2 separate regions of the Gossypium hirsutum genome follow, and region 1 is linked to region 2. Evidence: chromatin contacts called from public Hi-C data. All regions are on one chromosome and are shown on one strand. Each heading gives the region's core, a stretch centred on a gene start, on an enhancer-like site or on the middle of the called end of the contact. The rest is flanking DNA. Distances are from core to core; before and after follow the strand shown. Region 1 has its middle 11 kb from the start of LOC107916601. Region 2 holds the start of LOC107916725 (photosystem II core complex proteins psbY, chloroplastic).

Region 1 (7,380 bases), core at 3,167-5,666, 210 kb after region 2:
GTGATGAAGAAATAAAAGATTATTTAAGTTATCATATAATATAACATATATACTAACTTATTATTATTACATCTTTTACATTTTTAACCTTATTTATCATATTATAAAACCATTATGCCATGGACACTACCGTCACTTCACTTAGTAATGGGGAATTTGTAACTTAAAGGCTTCCACTTAAAAAGCCAAGTACAATTCAGCCCTTTTTGAATTAACCACCAAATTTTCATTTTACGTGATTAAGTCCTTTTATTTAATCAGACACCTAAACGACAAAATTAAATCGCAAAAATTTCACTGATATAAATTCACACAAAACAAACGCAGAAAATAATTTTTTAAAATATTTTTCTGACTAGAATTCGTGGTCCTAAAACCACCCTTCCAGTTAGGGTCTAAATCGGGATGTTACACCAGCGTCTCACTTGTATCTAGGTTCGGCATGCTGCCCAGAGAAGAGGACTCAGCTCGAGCCCCTTACAGCCTCTACCTTGGCCTCTAGTATCACGCCCATAGATACTCGTGCACTTATGTATATTTAGATTTATCTGTATTAAAAATTTTATGAATCAATTACAGTTTCAGTATTTATTAATAGATTTTTATGTAAAGCAGTATCATAATTTCAGAGTTTGTTTTTCGCAAGTACAGTCTCTATCAGTTTCAGTATACACTAACTAAAGTGTTTTCAGAATAGACTATCTATAATACCATAACAGTTTATCAGAATACTTATAAGATCGACGCCAGAGATTCGATGTACCACATTCTCAGTCAAATCATTTCAAATCATTGGTAAATCAGTTCTTAAAAACCAAGTTTTAAAACCCAAAATCCACAGCCGAGTTTTGCAACCTGACTTTGATACCACTAAATGTAACACCCCCAAACCCGACCTAGACGTTATGGCCGAATCTAGCGATGTTACATGGAATGGGATTTGAAATCAAATTTATCAATTTAAAACCGTTTTCATTTATTAGCTTCTATTTACCTCTTTTCAATTTCAAAATTATTTTCTCATTAATTTTATTCATTTAAAAACATATTCTGTAGTGGAAGCTTTTAAAACCGATATATTTAAAGAAAACCGTTCGCGTTTAGGAAAAATGTTATTTTTATTGAAACCGACTTTTCATTGAGTTTTACAGTTTAAAAGTCCATGGGAACAGTTAAAATCCAAAATAAGAGGCAAATAGTCCAAAAGTCCCAAATTACATTAAAAATACACTAGAAAAATAGGAAATAAAAATCATAAATGAAATTAAAGCAAGCAGTTCAATAGACATGTGGTCACTGTTGAGTCCTCCGTCGCACCAATCCGTCTAAGTCTGGGGGTTACCTATACAGATAAAACAAAAATGGGTGAGTTTACGTAAACTCAGTGTGTAATCCCCTATAAAAGACATGCATACAGTCAAACAATAGTTATCAGTCAAATGTAGTCTAGGGCCTAAGCCCATTACAGATTCAGAAACAGTTTAGGCCTTAACCCATTCAGATACAGTTTCAGATGTAAATTAGGGCCTTAGCCCATCTCAGATACAGTATGCATACAGTAACAGAAATCAATATCCTACCCACCAGCGCCTCTACACACCATCTCTGACCATCCCTACACACCATGTAGGGTTTAAAAAACCCACCCAGCCCTACACACCAAGTCATACCGAAAGTGGAACATATCAGTAATATTGCAGCTGAGCTGCCAAATAATAGACATGAAAGCCTTTCAGTACACTTCCTCCAATAATCAATCATCCCACCCCAATGCAGATGCAACTAAACATGCTTAATGAAGACATACAAAAATACATGCTTGCATGCTAAAATCCAGTTATCAGGCATACATACGGATCAGTAAACATGCATAAATTTAACATGCTCAATACACACATTATATATATATTCAGGTCACACGATTTAGGGTCTAAGTAGCACTTACCAACCCTACAGTAGGTTCATAGTCAACTTGGGTGACCCATGCAACCCTAGGAAATATTTTAGATAAATGGGCCCACACGCCCATATAGTTTGCCCGTGTGGGACCACACGTCCGTGTGGCTCACACGCCCAAATTTACCTTGGGCTGTGTGGATCACACGGTCTGGCCCAAATTCCCACACGCCCATGTGGACCCACACACTCGTGTGGCCCACACAGCCCAATTCGGTCAAGCCATGTGCCGCACACAGCCTACCTAGCCATCACACGGCCATGTCTATCGCACGACCTGGCCTTCGTCGACCACATGGCTATGTCATTCACACACGGCCTACCACACGGGCTACCACACACCCGTGTAGCATCTACAGTTTACAATTTCGACTTTCGCCAAATCCCATTTTCTGCGTTTTTGGGTACACACTTGGTATCGTTTCTATGCAAAAACCCTCCCGAACAGACCAACACCTAAAATCGATACCACAAACCTTTCGAAATCAGTTTAAATTCATGATTAGCCCAAATTACCAAAGCGACAATATTTCAAATTGAACACTCAACACTTACATAACCACCTCGAACGATTCAATTACGACTCTGAGCGAGGAGAGTCTCTAACTTCCCAATTTGCTGTTGCCAAAACAGACAAAAAGGTTCCAATCGAAAGATTCTGAATAAACAATAATTGCTTTAAAGAACGCTTACTCGTACAAACCAATCTATGTCCACATACCTTAATCGAGCGAGGAAACCCCTAAAACCAAAAATATTGAGAAAATTTTGAAGAAACAAGAGAAGCAAAAAAATTTTCAAGAAAGAAAAAAAATAATGTCAAATATCAAAAAGAATGATTTTTTGGGGGAAAAAGATGAGTTCAACTCAAATCTCACTACACCACAATCCTAACCACCTATTACTCAGATTTCTGCCACAACAGAAACTCTATCACAAAGCTGAGCTAAAAATAAACTCCCACGCTCACACAAGGATTCAAGCACAATACCGTTAGTAATCTAACACTCAACTTAACCACCAGACCAATAGGCCCATTCTAATATGGTTTTATAAATAATTTAATATAAGCCCACTGAGTAGAGATGGGGCTTAAATCCAAAAATACTCAAAATTTGCCAAGGCTAAGGCTTGAACTTGAGACCTCACACACACCTAGAACACTTAACCATTGGATCAAATATAGATTTAAGTCACATTTCCACAAAAGCCAAAATAAGAATATTGAGGCGTTACAATAAGTGTCATAGGATTTCTAGTATTAATTATTTTGATAATTCAAATATAATGCTAATAAAAAAATTCCTATTATTAAAACATTTGTACAAACAATAAAAAATAATATATTATAAAATAAATTATTTACTATTTAATTTGTATTTGTATTTGTATTTGTATTTGTATTTTCTTTTTTATTTTTTAATAGTCAATAAATTGACTATAACAATTTGTAAACAATATATATGAAAAGGGAATCATTTACACTGATGTAAAACTAAAATAGTTTTATACTCTTTCATATATTTTTATACGATTAATTTTTAATGATCCAATTCTTAAATTTTTTATATATAATATTACTTGTCATGCATGTAAATTTTTGAACCAATTCGATATTTGTACCAAATCAACTAAAAAATTATTTATATTAATTATTATTAAACGGTTCAAAATTTTTTATATAAAATAAATAATTAGAAATTTTTAATTTACGTCAAATTTGACATTCATGATCTATATGAATTGAATAAAATGTATGACCGTTGAATCCTTAAAATATTAATCATACAAAAATATACGAAATGGTGTAAAACTAACTAGTGTAAATAAATCCCCCATTATTAATTAATATGTAGCAAAAAGTAATATCAAGTAAAATTAAAAAATATATTTAGAAGAAACTTTTTTAAATGATTATAATTATAAAAAAATACATCAACTTTTACTTGTAATTATTTTAAATAAATTTTTTAAATAATAAATATAAATTAAATTATAATTATTTTTAAACACCAATTTAGTAATAAGATAGAAAATAAACGGTAATCTTATCGATTCAAAATTTTTTTAAACTCATACATTTATATATATTACAAATATATAATACATATCCATCATATTGATATCATTTTCAATAGTTACAATCGTACAATTAAAAGGTATTACATGTTCATATTAATAATACTTTCAATATTTCATTATCTTTTCTAAAGTTTAAATTTTGGCCATTGAACTTTAATTTTACCAGGAAATTATTATTAATATTATCAATTTATAGCATTTTCATCATTATATTGTTACCTGATATTAGGAGTGTGACGGAAATCACACGTGGCAAGAAGTCAATTGTTTTTTTCCTAATAAAACTCCAAAAACATTAAACAAACAACCATCGGGCAATCCGCCCATAAATGCAGTCCCTACCAAAAGCAAAAAAGCAATACCATCAAGCTCATCCGATCTTCGACCAAGGTAGGACCCAAAACAACCGCTGTGGAAAGTGACCAGATCTATATCGCAGCTACTATAAACATGCCTAAAATCATCCGTTGACAGGCCCTCGCCTTCTATACCGATCTACCTCCTCTTGAATCGACAACGGTCCATCCTCTACCCAACATTCGTCTCACTCCCGGAGGAACACTTCCCAAGCCAACAGGTGCTCAGCTCTGTTCCCCCATCGTTTAATATGATAAAATTTAAAATGCTCAAAACCTAATAACATTTGTCGAGCATCCCAAATATATCCACTGATTTTCGTCTGTCAATCCCCGCATGTTTGAGTTTGGAAATGACCGCTGCTGAATCCCCTTCTAGCTCCACCCGTCGAAGCCCTAGATCCCTGGCAAATTGAACAGCAAGCACACAAGCCAATGCCTCCGCAGCCGCCGCATCAGGTATATGCTTTTTCCAAAGATAGGTCGATCCTAGCATATAACCCTCTGAGTCCCTAACAACCACTCATGTACTTGCAGAATGGAGATGACCATAGAATCCAGCATCAAAGTTTACTCGAACCCACGGGTCAATTGGAGGCTTCTAAACCAACGAGTCAGTAGTCTCGCGCTCCCTCAACAAAGAATCCATCTCTCTGGCATAAACCAGCACAAACATAAGTAGGACAAAATATAATTCGGAATGGCTTGAAGAATTAACTTAATAAAAACGATCTTACCACCCTGCGAAAGACGCCGATTGTACCACCCTCCAATCCACTCAAGAAAGCGCTCCTTAAAGACTACAAAAGGCCCTTTTTTCGTTCCTACCAACAACCACTGGCAAGCACAGATAAATCCCAGGATCCATGGTACTACAGACCCCCAAAATATCCACAATATCTCGACGCATTCCTTGGATCACATTCAAACTAAAGTAAACTAGAGATTTTCCAAAATTGGTCTACTGGCCCAAACATTGTTCATACTCTTTCAGGATTTCCCCCACATATTTAGCCCCTCAATCGAAGCCTCTCCAAATACCAAACTATCATCGGCGAACAATAAATGAGATACCCGAGGCCCTGAACCACTTGCCTTTACTCCCTTCAAGAGTCCATCATCATGAGCCAATTTCAACAGAGAAGTGAAGCCCTCATTGCAAATAAAAATAAAAATAAAAAGGACGGGCATAAGGGGTCACCTTGACGCAACCCTGGGTTGGCACGATATTCCCCCTAGCTTCCCCATCCACAATTACTGAATATTTGACCGAGCGAACGCATCACATGACAAGTTAACCTAATTCACATCAAATCTGATTTTGAGCATAACCTCCTAGATTAAATGTCATTCCACCTTGTCATAAGCTTTGTTCTTATCCAACTTTACAGCAAAACTATCTTTAAGCCCCCGACGCTTCTTCCTAAAAGAATGAAACAACTCAAAGGCCACAAGCGTATTGTCCATAATCAATGGGCCACGTATAGAGGCACTCTGTGCCTCGTTGATACAATGAGTCATAACCCTTTGTAGTCTATTAACAATCATTTTAGATATAATCTTAAATAACACATTGTAAAGACTGATAGGGCGAAAACAAGTCATGTTCTGTGGGCTACGGTTCTTGGGAATAAGAACAATATTTGTATCATTAATGTCATCAAATGAAACACAATCATTAAGCACGTGCAAACAATAATCACTAATATCCTTGCCTACAATATGCCTAAATAGTTGATAGAATAAAGTAGGCATACCATCTCTCATTGCTGGCTTGGTGGGTGTCATACTACGAACAGCTAGCAAGACCTCCTCTGTAAAATCAGTACAGAGATAGCTATTCATATCCGCAGAGATAGAACTCGAAATGCCTAATAACAAACAGTCCATATCCCCTCGTCCCTTTGTTGTAAACAAATCCCTGAAATAATGGCAAGCCACTTTCTCAAATTCATCAGCCCCCCTAACCATTCGTCCATCAACATCTTTGATCTGATCCACAACCTTAACACGCCATCGATGGGAAGCAAACTTATGGAAAAACGTTGTGTTGCAGTCACCATATTGTAGCCCGTGCTCTCTGCTCCCAATACATCTTCCTCTTGTCAATCTCAAGATTAAGGTTCATTTTGGCTAAAACCACTTCCTCCAGCACCTTATCGTCAGGCTCCCCCTAACCAAAATGTTTAAGTCAATCCTACAGCCTAGTCACATTCAATTTCAATTGGTCTCTTACTCGTTTAGCCCAAGTTAGTAAACCATCACCCAACAATCAAATACGATCAGGAACAACACCTATCGACCACTCCTACTGGTGCTTAATTTCTGCTTCACACGATTCTTCCAACAACCAATAAGCCTCGAATCGAAAACATCTTTTCCTTCGACCCTAAAGCACAACTACAACATCCGTTTCCAAAAGTAATGAGCAGTGATCAGAGATAGAGTGAAAGCAATGCGTAAGTCTATAATTCGGGAATAATACCTTCCAAGCCAACCCTGAAACCCCTCTATCAATGCGCTCATGGATATTATTCTCAAGAAGCTTACCTCTTTCCCACATATACCATTGTCCACATATCCCAGATCAATCAAATCAGTATCATCAAGCACGGCTCTAAAATCATCCATATTTCTTTCAGGCCTCATCTGATCACCCTGTTTCTCGTAGGAAAAAACAATCTCATTAAAATCACCCATGAAAACCCAATGGTAATCAGCTCTGGCAAATAATTGGCACAAAAATTCTCAAAGACTAAAAACAACGACCCTCAACCGGTGACCCATAAAACCATAAAACCAAGTAAACCGCCACTGATAACCATCAAGATCCTCTTCTACCAGAAGATCAATATGATTTATAGAATAACTACCTAATTGTACTTTACAATCCTCCTTCCAACAAAGGGCCATGCCGCCCCTTGACCCCTCACTACCTACCTCAATCCCACAACGAAACCCAACATTTCTACGCACCCTCTCCATC
Region 2 (7,083 bases), core at 2,029-4,528:
AGCAATTCCAAACACATACCAATGCTTATAACCAAAGATATACCTATTCAAATCATGTCAAAACTCACATAAAAAAATGGCCTGAACTTCTAACCAATATGCCTCAAGGCACCATCACAACCAATAGTCAATACAAAAGTTCATCTCATTTCATACCAATCTCATTTCATACCAACAATGTGAATGGCTAACATATATCTTAAGTACAATCATATGCCAACTCTCATACACTTTTTATTGACTAAAACACCACATACACAACATATGAGATAAATGTCTAAACTCATTCACAAATCATACCTAAAACATTCAATTTTATCATCAAGTCTTCATACCACAATTTCCAACTCAAGCTCACCCATTTCAACCATTGCACAACATAGTTAACCATTCCATCCATTCATACGAATCTATCATCTTTTTCCATGCTTAACAACCACAATCAAGATTTACCATTTCAAATCATGATCAAGCATATCAAAAGGTCATCAAGCACACATTCATGATATAATATCATTCACACTTTACTATTACAAGACAATTATATACAATTTAACCCTTATTACATGCCACATAACCAAATTTAATGTTCAAAAAGTCTACCAAAAAGTGACTGGATAGTGTAATCTTCAAGTTGATCCGATCACTAAGTTCCGCAAAACAATAACTACAAGAAACATAAAATGAAACAAAGCTTCAATTAAGCTTAGTAAGTTCATAAGTTGGAAACAATATAACATACCTTAATTTTCACATTTAAATAACAAAACAGTTAACTAAACATTTTACCCTATTACCACAATTCATATCAATAGGTGAGTTCATTACATTCAACTCGTATAACCTTCCATACTATACAAGTTGATAAGTCATCATATCAATAAACATAAATAGATTTTGATCTTAAATTACAAGGATTTTGATCTTGTGATTGATTCAGTGAAAAATTCAAATCCTTTATGTTGTCCAGGTGATTGGTGCATGCGTCATGTTTGCAACATCAGAATAAGTCCTTTATGCTAAACGTTGGCTTCAATCTAATCAGATTCTGAGAAGCAAATATAAAGTGGAAAGGGCGATTTCTATAGGTATTAACAGCTAAAGACTTTTTTGTGTCTGCGTGTGTGTGGAGGTGTTTGTCCATGGGATATACTGCGTAACAGTAACACATGGACTATGGGGAACGGAAATATTATAAAATTTAGGCATGATAATTGGTAACCGGAATTGAGGCCTCAAAAATTATCATACTTGTCCTGATCATGTTGTGGATGAGATTCTTATAAAAGATTTAGTTACTGTTTCTGGCAGTTGGGACTGGAATAAACTTCCAGCATGCCTAGGATACTTGGTTTTGCTTTCTATTACAGGTTCTGAATCCCCTAGTGCACAAGATATTGGTGATCGTTGATGTTGGCTATGGACCCGTAATGGAAACTTTACGGTAATGGATGGCTACAAGCAGCGAAAGGGGCCACAATCGTCTTTAGTTTTGGAAGTTTAACTGACCTCAACGAGTGAGACAATTTCTTTGGTCAGTTTACCATAGTAAGATTTTAACAAACAGTGAGAAATGTAGAAGGGGACTCTCCGTTGAACCATACTGCAAAATTTGCGGGAACAATTTTGAAACTATTTCTCATGTGTTGTGTGAGTGCTCCCTTGCTATGTCGGTCTGCTTAAATCTTTTAAGGGATATTTCTTTGATTCTCAGTTGGAAGATTGTTAACAGCAAACTTTCAGAATTGTGGTCGGGAAAAGGTTGGTGGCGTTGAATGGGATATGACTTCAGACTGATATGCTGGGAACTATGGAACAACAGCTATAGGTTTGATGGGAATCTCCACCTGAGGGGTGGGTCAATTTGAAAAGTAGTTTTGGCCATATTTACCGGGAAGCAAACCGAGCGGCTGATCAAATTAACACTGTCTGTCTGATTATATAGATATAATCATCCCCTTCAAAGCTGCTCGATATTCCTCCAAGTCAAGGGGAAACTGCACTGTGTAATCTGATGTTTGCCAGAGCTTAGCTCTCTTCTGTTACCACATTTATATAATATTAAAAAAATTAAAACAATAGTAGAAATGTATAGATATACTATTGTATCAAATTTTATGTAAAAGCTTAAAATTATATTAACTTCGATAATACAATTATATTAAAAAATAACATAAATATAATAATACGAATATATAGATTATAAGGGATGAAATTAATGGAACTACAACCAAGGAAAATTTGTTATTTTTTGTTTAAAGTAAATAACGAGAAAGCTTCATTAACATAAGGTGCAATTACAGGTAATTTACATGCCATTACACCCCATACAAGATCCACAATCTCACTGAGATCTCATCCTATTAAGCTGGTTCAAAGCGGGTTGCAGAATGTTGTAGGCCACCCAAAGAAGAGCTGGTGCTACAACGAAGAGGAGAAGGGTACCCCTATTGTCACTAGATGAAGCATCAGCTACCATAGCTATCTCACTGGCCGATGCTTCCGGTGTTGACATGAACCCTGATGCAGCCAATCCTCCGAGCCCTAGCCCTATGATAACCCCTTTGGAGCTCCTCATTCGATTCAGCTGGTTAAGTGCTGGCTGGAGGATGTTGAAGAGGACCCAAGCGATCGCTGGGATTATGGGAAGCAATAGAGCTAGCCCACGGTTGTCTCCTTCAGCTATTTCAGCAATCTGTTGTGCAGCTAAGGCGGGGTCACATGAACTTAAGGTTGAGAAGATAGCTCCAGCAATGGCGCTGCCAGCGAGTGAAGAAGGTAGGTTTGAGTTGTTGGCTGGTTTTGAGATGGTGAGGCCTTTGGGGAGGTTCTGCATGGAGAGAAGGGAGAAGGGCTTTGGGGTTGGCTTTGTTGGGCTGCTCATCTTAGTTGAGCTGATGCTTAGGCATTTTGCATTGAGCATCGCCATTGTTGCTACACTTGCTGCCATTTTTTTTATGTTTTTGGGTTTAGAATTGTGCTGTTGATGCCAGGGGAGTCGGGGCGGGGGAGCTTTTTGTGGCAGAGAAATGGAGTTTCAATTGCCTCTGGCTGAGGATTTGGGTTTTGGGATATAAGATTTAATGTGAAGCAAATCAAATGATGTCCAATAAAATGAAGGTCTCTGGATTCTACTCTTATCCAGATGATATGATGTGTGAGATATGGACCTCATGTTGGATACCCCACCACAATTTTCTTATCGCCACCAATGGCATATTCCTTCTTAAGGTCAATTTGTTAACATTAAGCCGTTCATTTCACATAATATCTATCTGCACTTCACTTGATGAAAACCTTGTCCAGTGGCTCAAATACACAATGAAGCCCAAAGGCCCACCTTGCAAAGCTGAAGTCCATTCTTTGGGCTGCTGTCTCTGTCTCCCTCTTTTTGTTTTCAAAGTCTTCCTCTTTGTTTCGAGGTTAATACCTTAAACTTTTTGGAAACCACAAGGCTCAAGCTATTAAAAGTATTTAGGTACTTTTTGTATATTATAGAAGTGTAATTTATTCTTCATAGGATAAATATGTATAATATAATACGTTTGATGTTCCTGCAAGCAAAATTAATAAAAATTTTCATGGAAGACTGTTTAAAAAAAACTAAACATGATGCTGGTAGATACATTTATGGATTGACTTGAAAATTTTGTTTTTCTTACTTGAAATTTCATTTTTTTAAATAATATATTATGTGTGAATCATTGATTTTGTTTTTCAATATTCGTTCGGTTACAATTGGACGAAGTTAGTATAGTTATAAAATAGAGATGGACAACACAATTGTTTATGTAATTTGAAAACTTCTTACTTCTATTCTTACCTAGAGAGTGACCCAATATAAATTAATAAAGTACAAATTGTGGTTTAAGTTCAAGTCATAAACTAACTTGCAACCTCACTTCTATACTTCAAACTATATACACTCTCAATAACTATTTCCCTTTGAAACCTTAGTTGTAAACCAATGAATAATCCAATTTACTAATTTACTTTCACAAATTATGCCCTAAAAATAATCCATAAATTAACAAAATAGAACTTCTGTCTCTATGTGTGTAACACCCTCAACCCGACTCAAATTACCGAATCCAAATCTCGGGTATTACTTTACATTTCACTTAACAAAATTTCAAAACAGTCAACATGTACGCTTGACTTAAAATATATTTCTTATCATTTTATTTAAAGAATCAACATTAAAGGAACAAAGAAAAGTATTTAAAAATAAAATAATACATCAGACTTGTTACAACTTATTACAACACAAAAGTTTGCTAAAGACAAACTCTTTAAGGTGTAAACCTACAATACGTCACTTTTCCAAATAGTCCACTGTATGCATAATAAATCGGTTCGCAGCTTCCTTGGCACATTCCTCGAGTCGTCCCTCCTAGCATACTCACTCTTACAGTATACCTAAAACACAAACATAACACTTGTAAGTTACACGAACTTGTGAGCATAAATACATAATACATTTGTGGATACTGTTATAATATCATTTGCATGTTCATATGCCAATTTCTGTATTTAAACTATCATTTTTGTTTTGGGCTGACACTTTCAAAATACTTGGACATACGTACATACGCTGTAACACCCCCACGCCTGAAACCGTCGCCGGAGTCGAGCTTGAGGGGTTACCGAACATAATTTATCAAATTAAGACCTTCAAATCATTTGTTTCTACATTCACAGCTTTCTAACTACCCGCGTCACAGTTACAAGAAAAATCATATCTCGAGTTACGAAACTCGAAATCAAGATCCGTAAATTTTCCCTAAATATAGACTCATATATATATTTACTAATTTTTTTCTAGAATTTTTGGTTGGGATAATTAGTACAGTTTATTAGTTAAAGTCTCCCCTGTTTCAGGGTTTGACTGCTCTGACATCTGTGTATTTCGAATCAGATATCTCTCTATACAGAATTTCAATGACTACAAGCTTTGTTTTTCTTAAAACTAGACTCAATAAGGAATCTGTACATATAAAGAAAAACTTCTAATTATTTTTTTAAAATTTATTATGAATTTTTAAAGTCAGAACAGGGGATCCAGAAATCACCCTGGCCCTGTTTCACAAAAGTTTAAATATCTCATAAAATATAATTTATATGCTTGTTTTGTTCAATCCACATAAAAATAGACTCATTAAGCTTTAATTTCATAACTTACTCATTATTTATTTCCATTTATACTATTTTTAGTGATTTTTCAAATTCATGTCATTGCTGCAGCAATATTCTGTTTTAAGGCAAGTTTTATCTTTCCATGAATTTTTATGAACTAGATAACCTATTAAACTTCCATAATATCAAACATGATCTAAATTAGCCATCACTATGACTTATCAATATCAAACATTTTCTCAACCAAACATGGCCATATCATAAAATTATTTACTCAAAATAAGTATATTGCTATACATGCCATACTTAAGTTTTACAAGCCATTTACCCAGATGAAAGTCCTTTGGATAGTGTGATCGAACCTTCGACCCGCCCCGATTCCCGAGCTGGCTTGTTCAAAACTACAGTAAATAAAGAGGAGGGCGTAAGCATAAATGCTTAGTAAGTTCATATGTAAATAACAAGTAACATAACAATACAAATATACCAAACAACTTTAGCATGGTATCACCAAAACATATGTCATATTTCTAAACATCATTCATCATCTTACCACCTTATCGTTGTTGTATCTATTTTCAACCCGAGGGTTAAGAACTTACCTGTCCAAAGTGTCCATTTCACAACACTTACCAAAACGTCCCTTGCATCTTAAGTGTTCTTCCATTTCACTAGAAATTTCACCCGTTGAACACATCGGAATACAACTCGGATACACGGATAATTTGCACATAAGTGCCTCATATGTAATCAAGAAATCATGTAACCCGCCCCTAAGTGAACTCGGACTCAACTCAACGAGCTCGGGCGTTCGCATCCATAAGTGAACTCGGACTCAACTCAACGAGTTTGGATGCCTAGTTACATCTCACGAACTCGGACTCAACTCAACGAGTTCGGACATTCGTATCCATAGGTGAACTCGGACTCAACTCAACGAGTTCGGATGCTCAACCATCCTAGTGACATGTCACTTGTATCCTAATCTATTCCTAAGGTTCAAACGGGCTTTTTCCCTCGATCTCACATTTGTCGTCTTCCATGGAATATTGGAACCGATACTCGGTAGCAATTCATATTTATCAAGTAGTAAACATGATTTGCATATTACTCAACATTAAACACAAAGCATAATATTTCACGATTAAAAATCAGCGTATCATATAATTAACATCAATAACTTAAAAATAACGATTATGCTACATTATTTACACATGAACTTACCTTGGTACCAAAATATAAAGATTTTGCAATTTAGTCCACAATCTTTTCTTTTCCTCGATCGCGACTTGAATCTCGTTTCTCTTGATCTATGATGCCAAATTAATTTAATACATACATTCATCAAAACAGCATTTAATACGAACTTTGGAAAAATTACACTTTTGCCCTTAAACTTTTGCATAATTACACTTTTTCCCCTAGGCTCGGGAATTAAACTTTATTCCTTATTCTTATGTTTTATAACATGCTGATCACTTTTCCCTTCTATGGCAACATCAAATTCTCTCTCTAACATATACTTGTGATTATTAGGTATTTTTGCCAATTAAGCCCTTTTACTCGTTTTCACTCAAAACCGAGTAGCACAAGTTGTCTAACATAATTTAAAACCTCATATTCTATCATAAAACATCAAAATACACAAATTTCACCTATGGGTATTTTTCCAAATATAAACCCTAGGTTGAATTATTGCTAACATAAGCTTAATCAAGCTACCGAGATTCCAAAAACGTAAAGAACATTAAAAACGGGGCTTGGAATCACTTACTATGGAGCTTGGAAGCTTGAAACAAACCCTAGCTATAGAGAACCCTTGAAATTTCGGCCTAATGAAGAAGATGGACAAAAATTGGCTTTTAATTTTGTTTTTAATTCATTTTAATAACGAAATGACCAAAATACCCTTACTACTAAACTTTCCAAAAATTCCTTCCATGTCCT

Evidence for each region. A called contact is a pair of places that touch in the nucleus more often than the background predicts.
Region 1: a contact with region 2 is called in a Hi-C map of leaf, with 1.8 times the contacts expected there. The contact joins the enhancer-like site here to the promoter of LOC107916725 in region 2. A contact is called at or near these places in 2 of 34 Hi-C or Micro-C datasets (callus and leaf).

The regions. Positions count from the first base shown.
Region 1 is chrA01:96,392,990-96,400,369 of Gossypium_hirsutum_v2.1, forward strand. No RefSeq gene overlaps it. Among protein-coding and RNA genes, the nearest start is that of LOC107916601, 11 kb to the right of the region's middle. Within about 2 kb of position 4,417, at least 9 of the 9 cell types and tissues checked have an H3K27ac peak or open chromatin away from gene starts, as enhancers often do. A contact at or near this core is called in leaf, where this site is marked.
Region 2 is chrA01:96,187,966-96,195,048 of Gossypium_hirsutum_v2.1, forward strand. LOC107916725 (photosystem II core complex proteins psbY, chloroplastic) reads right to left here and starts at 3,279. Exons shown (of 1, transcript XM_016846082.2): 1 at 2,262-3,279. The coding sequence starts at 2,950. The coding sequence ends at 2,345.